2 separate regions of the Hordeum vulgare genome follow, and region 1 is linked to region 2. The links are chromatin contacts, called in public Hi-C maps. All regions are on one chromosome and are shown on one strand. The core of a region is the stretch at or near the end of the contact, and the rest is flanking DNA. Distances in the headings are between cores, read along the strand shown.

What was found. Hi-C and Micro-C count contacts between places; a contact is called where the count stands out from the background.
Region 1: a contact with region 2 is called in a Hi-C map of seedling, with 2.3 times the contacts expected there. The contact joins the promoter of LOC123445708 here to the promoter of LOC123445699 in region 2. A contact is called at or near these places in 2 of 6 Hi-C or Micro-C datasets (seedling and an unstated tissue) and 1 of 1 datasets of contacts at active chromatin or transcription factors (embryo).

The regions. Positions count from the first base shown.
Region 1 is chr1H:465,525,595-465,528,294 of MorexV3_pseudomolecules_assembly, reverse strand. LOC123445708 reads right to left here and starts at 1,343. Exons shown (of 5, transcript XM_045122737.1): 1 at 938-1,343; 2 at 484-846; 3 at 78-396. The coding sequence starts at 1,135.
Region 2 is chr1H:465,318,093-465,320,855 of MorexV3_pseudomolecules_assembly, reverse strand. It overlaps LOC123445699 (guanylyl cyclase 1), which reads right to left and starts at 1,357. Exons shown (of 9, transcript XM_045122726.1): 1 at 625-1,357; 2 at 271-398. The coding sequence starts at 753.

The DNA of each region.
Region 1 (2,700 bases), core at 94-2,593, 210 kb before region 2:
AGAAGAATATTTAGCAACCAACCTCGACGAACCAACAACCAAAACGGGCAAGCAAAAGGCACGAGGGAGGGACGCACTTGGCTTTTTCTTTGGCTCTGCGGGGAAGCCGGCCGGGCGCGGGAGGAAGACGCCGGTGCCGGCGCGCTCGCGCTTGGCCCCTGGCGGTGTGAGGAACACAGCGCGCATGCCGGCGGCCGGGGGGTGGGTGGGACGGGGCGCCGGCGTGTGCTGCAGGTGCGTTTTCAGCAGCGGCGGGAACGACGCCGGGCTCAGGTCAATAGGACCGGCACCGGCTCTTTTGGCTTCCGCGTTACGGCGCACGCTCCAGGCGGCGGCTGCGGCGAGCTGCCTGTCCCTCTGCTGCTTGAAGAGCTGCTGCTGCTTAAGGAGATGAAACTGCAGACATAACACAAACGCAAATGTTCAGGAAAGAAAAGCTTCAGGTGGTAGGCGCAACAAGAATTTATTCAAATTGAAACTCACCCTGGCAGCATGTATCTGGCGCTGCGTGACGAGGTGAGCGAAAGGGGGGTAGTACACGCCGCCGGCGGCCGTGCCGGCTGGTGCAGGCGCGTGCGGAGGCGAAGCCTTCCTGGCTGGCGGCACAAACATACCGCGGCCGTGCAAGCCGTAGGGGTTGCCTGGCACGGGGATGGGGCTGTTCACGCGCATGCGGGCGGCATGGCCTTCTGCCTCGTAGAGAACGTCCCACGGATCAGCCGGCTGCTGCTCCAGCGGGGACGACGGCGGTGAGTTCCCCTGAGACGCGCCGCTGTTGGGGCTCTCCTGGCCGGACTTGGGCAGCCCGCACAGCGTCGACTTGGGCGACCCCGCAACCACCTCCTCCTGCCAAGCAAAGAAGCGAACGGTGAGGAACTTGCGCAAGCACGCATAACGAGCCACACAAGCAAGAAGACGAAAGAAGCAAGAAACGAACCTTGGCAGTCGGGGCGGGGAGGCCATCGCCGGCGAGGAGGCTAGCGAGGCGGCGGGCAAGGCCGGCCAAGCTGTCCTCCTCGTCGCTCTCGCTCCGCGCGGCCACCGCCGCCTTCTCCTCCTCGGAGAAGAAGTCGTCGTCCAGGAACTCGTCGGGCAGCAGGAACTCCTCGCCGCCGTCGGACCACTCCACCGCCATTTGCTCCACCTTGAAGAAGAATACTCGCCCGTGTAATCGGAGCGGCAAGGCCGGCCGGCAAATGAAAGGAGGCGGGCGAAGGAGGTGGGGCGTGGTGTGCTTATCAGGGGAAAGGCAGGGGTGGGGGTCGTGGGACGGAGAAGTAGAGAGCGGGGAATGTCGATGGGCTGCAGCTCGGGTGGGGTGGGGGTGCAAATGCTGCTCACCCTCTCTCTCCGTTGGGTTTATAAAAGAGAGGCCAGCGACGAGATTTGTGGGAAACGAATTATTTTCCTTCATTAAGTATTTATTTTTATGGCCGTGCATTTTTGTGAGTGGAGTGAGCTGTGACATGACGGTGTGTGTGAACTGTAGACTGTAGTAGTAGAGCCTGTGGCTGTGGGCTTGGCTCAAGTCCCACGTCGTCTCCACACCATTTCTAAAGTGCCTTTCCGGAAGGAAATGCGCTCCGATTTGCTGCACGGATTGTTAAACGGTAGTTGAACCGATTCCACAACCAAATCAGAGTAGCGGGAAAAGCAAGTTTTCTCCGTATGGCCACCCAAAACACTGAAGGCGGCCAAGGTGGCAATGTGAGCCGGCCAGCGTCGTGCTACAGGTGCAACTAATTCAGCTGAGGTTGGCTTTTTCGCGGGGTTTTTTCTTTCTCTGCGGTGGTTGGTTTTTAGGACATTAAACCGGGCGTGTTGGCGGGGAGTAAAGAAGCGGGCGGGGTTCTGCGATGCGGTCACGAGGATTGCATCACTCGTCAGGACGAGACCTTTTTTTTTTTCCTAGCCTTCGGGAATTTAAGTTGTCGTATTTTTTGTACGAATACAGCGCATTAAAGTCGCGGGCGCTTTAAAGGCGGGGTGCGGTATACGGAGTGCAAAAGGAGAAGGGCGTGGGTTGATGGCGTGATGTTGGGTACGGGCCGGAGTAGGAAAACGTAAAAAACTGCTGAAGTGCACAGCGCGCCCGGTAACCTGCCGCTGTAAAGCGAAGTGGGCGGCCGATGCGATCCGGAAGACAGGAGTACTGCACTGGTAGTAGTCGTACTTGGCCCAGTGGTTCATGGCGGCGCCGGAATGGACATGGCCCGGTAACCCGGCGAGAGTGACACCACCCTGTCGGAGCGGTGGGTCGCCGTCGATCGGCGAGGAGTGCCCATCCATGACCCATCCACCGCTTGGTGAGCCTTTTTTTTTTATTAGGCGTAGCGGAAAATGCTTCTTTTGATTTTTGAAATGCTTGGTCGCCACTTTTTTTCATCGCCGGCTCATCAGAGCCCCCGCTTTGGAAGTTCTGGATAAGAGGGGCAGAGGCAAACGGGAGAGGGGGTAGTACGATGAGGAGGGACCACCCCCCAGCGTCTGCCCGGGCCGGACCCGGGACCCACCTGTCATCGCCTGGAGGGGCGGCTCTCGGAATCCTGTGAATCTCCGCCGGGCCTCTTTTATCACCGTGAACAGGACGCGGGAGATACCCGCACCGCAACGAGCTCCGATGGGCCCCGCCACATCGCTCTCGCCTGCGGCCCACCTTCATTTCGCTCCTCTGCCGCTTCGTTGGGCCTACCCAACCGC
Region 2 (2,763 bases), core at 108-2,607:
CATGTGTTTTGCCTGTTCTTATTAACAGTTAGCTGCCCGGAGCGCCCCACTTTTTAGACAACATATTCCACAGCAACCCAACAACTAGTGTTAGCTTTGTGCTTAGCCCTTTGAACACACTACTACGTCGATAAAAAAAACTTCAAGTAATGCGGCACTACTAAATTAACATTCCTCCAGGCAGCACAACCACTGGCTCAAACAAAAATTGAAGCAGTACGGCGCAGCTAGTTTCTTAATGAACCGAATTTTGAACTGGTAAATGGAAACCTTGTGGTGCGGCAGAGCTTCTCGAGTTCGGCAATGCCGTGGCAGCAATCAAGGCCGAGGGTCCTTAGCACCATGAGCACGCAAGCGAGGCCGCAGTCCCAGGTGAAGGCCTGCTGCACATGCGGGACCTAGCACCACCAGCAAAGCAACTGAAATGTCAATGGAACCGAATGCCGCGCAGTTATTCAGCAATCCTTTCCTTACATGTACACTAACACTAGAGGCAGGCAGGCAGGCGGGCAGTGATAAGATAATTCGTACGCGCGCGCGTGCGTGCGTGCGTACAGAAACCGCGCAGCATAAACAGAGAAAGAGAGGGAGAGAGAGAGAGAGATGAGAGGGGGAGGGACTGACATCGATGAAGTAGGATCGGCGCGCTAGCGGAATCCGGCCGTCGGGGGGCAGCGGCGCGCCCGGGCCCTCGCCGCCGTCGTCTCCCGGCACCTTGAACAGCCTGTCCGAGATGAAGCAGAGGGGCCACATGACATCATCAACCGCCAGAGAGGCCGGGCGAGACTCAGGCCAGGCCAGGCCAGGCGAAGGGTTCTCCTCCTCGCCGTCCGTTCGGACGACGCCGTTAGGAGGAGGAGGAGGAAGAAGAAGAGCAGGAAGAGAGGCCCTCGGGTAAAGCCCGGGAACACGGGGAGCGCGTGGCGTGGCGTGGCGGTGGGCGGTGGGCGGTGAGGTGGGGCGGGATGGGAATCGCGGGCTGGCCGTGGCGGAACGATTGGGCTGGCTGGGCTGGGGACTGGACGGTTGATTATAAAGAGGCGGGGACGGGGAGGGGGGCGCGCGGCGGCGGCGGCGGGCACGGGCACCGGCACGGGCAGCGGAAGAATCGGTGGGATGGGGGCGGGGGCGGGGGCGGGGGCGGGGCGGCGCCTTTAAAACGGGCCTCGCCTTTCCAGAAGCCGCCGCGTTTTTTAGGTGCTCCGCGAGGAGGCCAGGCAAGCTGGAGTGAGGGCGGGGATTGGGAGGAGGGCCGGCGTCGTGGGAGGCGTGTAGTTGTATTGTACAGGGAGGGAGACGGACGGAGTGGTGTGGTTTGGTCTGGCTGGCGTTTGGGTACGTACGTCGTTCGCTGCGCTGCGCTGCGATGGTGGCGATCAATCATGCGGTGGTTGCCGGATCCGCCAAAGCCTGGGTGTGTGTGGGGCCCGGGATATGGGCGCGTGTCTTAACGCAGGATTGACTCGGAGCCGCCGAGTTGGCTGCCGTCGCTGGCCTTTGCGGTGAGCGACCCGGTCGGGCTGGGGCCAGATGGACATGGGGGCACTCTTGCCAGACTGGTCTGCGAGAGAGAACGGTCAATGGCTATACCCATTTTTAGGCGGGCTGTTGGCGTCTAATTTGGAACTTGGAACGTCTTAACACGAGGAATGGCTTTTTGGTGTGCTTCAGGGTGTGTCTGGTCGAGGGGTTTTTCATTCGTGCGTTTGGTTAGAGTGAAAACTAAAAGAATATAACAAATTATTATTTTTTCGAATAAATTCTTGCATTACTGATAGTTTAGATGTTACAATCCCGTTCTACTAGTTTCATGATCTCATCTGGTCCACAGTCTAGCCAAACAATAGTTCGACGGTACATCTTATCAAAATTAGCCAAGGCGTGACTAACATTATTACTTTTTTTTTTCCGGGTAAATGACTAACATTATTACAGCTACGATGAGCATGAGTAATGAGAGAACTCCTTTCATTCCAATGCTTGATTGAAGACATGTAACGTGATGAATTTAATTGAAGTTGCTCGCTCGTCTCTTTCATATAGCTGCTAAGATTGCATCCCATGTGAAGTAGTAGCTCTTTAGATGTTTTGTTTTTTAGTTGAGCTATTTAGATGTTTAGCAACATCTTGTTGTTCAATAGAGACCTTCCGATGGGAGCATCCTTAGATCATCTACAATCGAACCCCTTAAACCTTCCTCAAACGTTCGGCGAGGTCGTCCGGTCACTACCCGATCACGAAATTACGATCTAGACGGACATTTCAAACCAGCATCACAGTAGCAGAGGTGTGAACGCCGCGTGACGTTGCTCCGACTCCCGACATTAGCGGAGCTAGGTTCACACTATGTTCCAGGCAAGCAGTGCAACAACAATAATCCACATTGATTTTTTTTGCTACAATTAGCAAAGAACAAATCAACCACGCCCCAAGGCAAGGCCATGGCTGTCTAGGGCCTAGAACCACCTGTGTCGCCCAAGGTCAGGGTCGGTCGGCGCCCCCAGCCCTAGCTCATTCGCCTCCTCCTTCTCTCCATCTCCACCAAAGCTCGTCCACCTCCTCTCGCAGTTCCCTCTCCGTCACGATGGTTCGGCGGCTCATCACCACCTACGCACATCTCACTCCGGAGCGACGCCTACAAATCGAGGTGGAGATCCAGGCTCGTCGCGTTGCCCGCATCATTGCGGGTCTCCCTACGGACTCGCGAGAGATGAAGGAGGATGAGGAGCGGGAGGAGGAGGAGGAGCCGAAAGCCATGGTGGA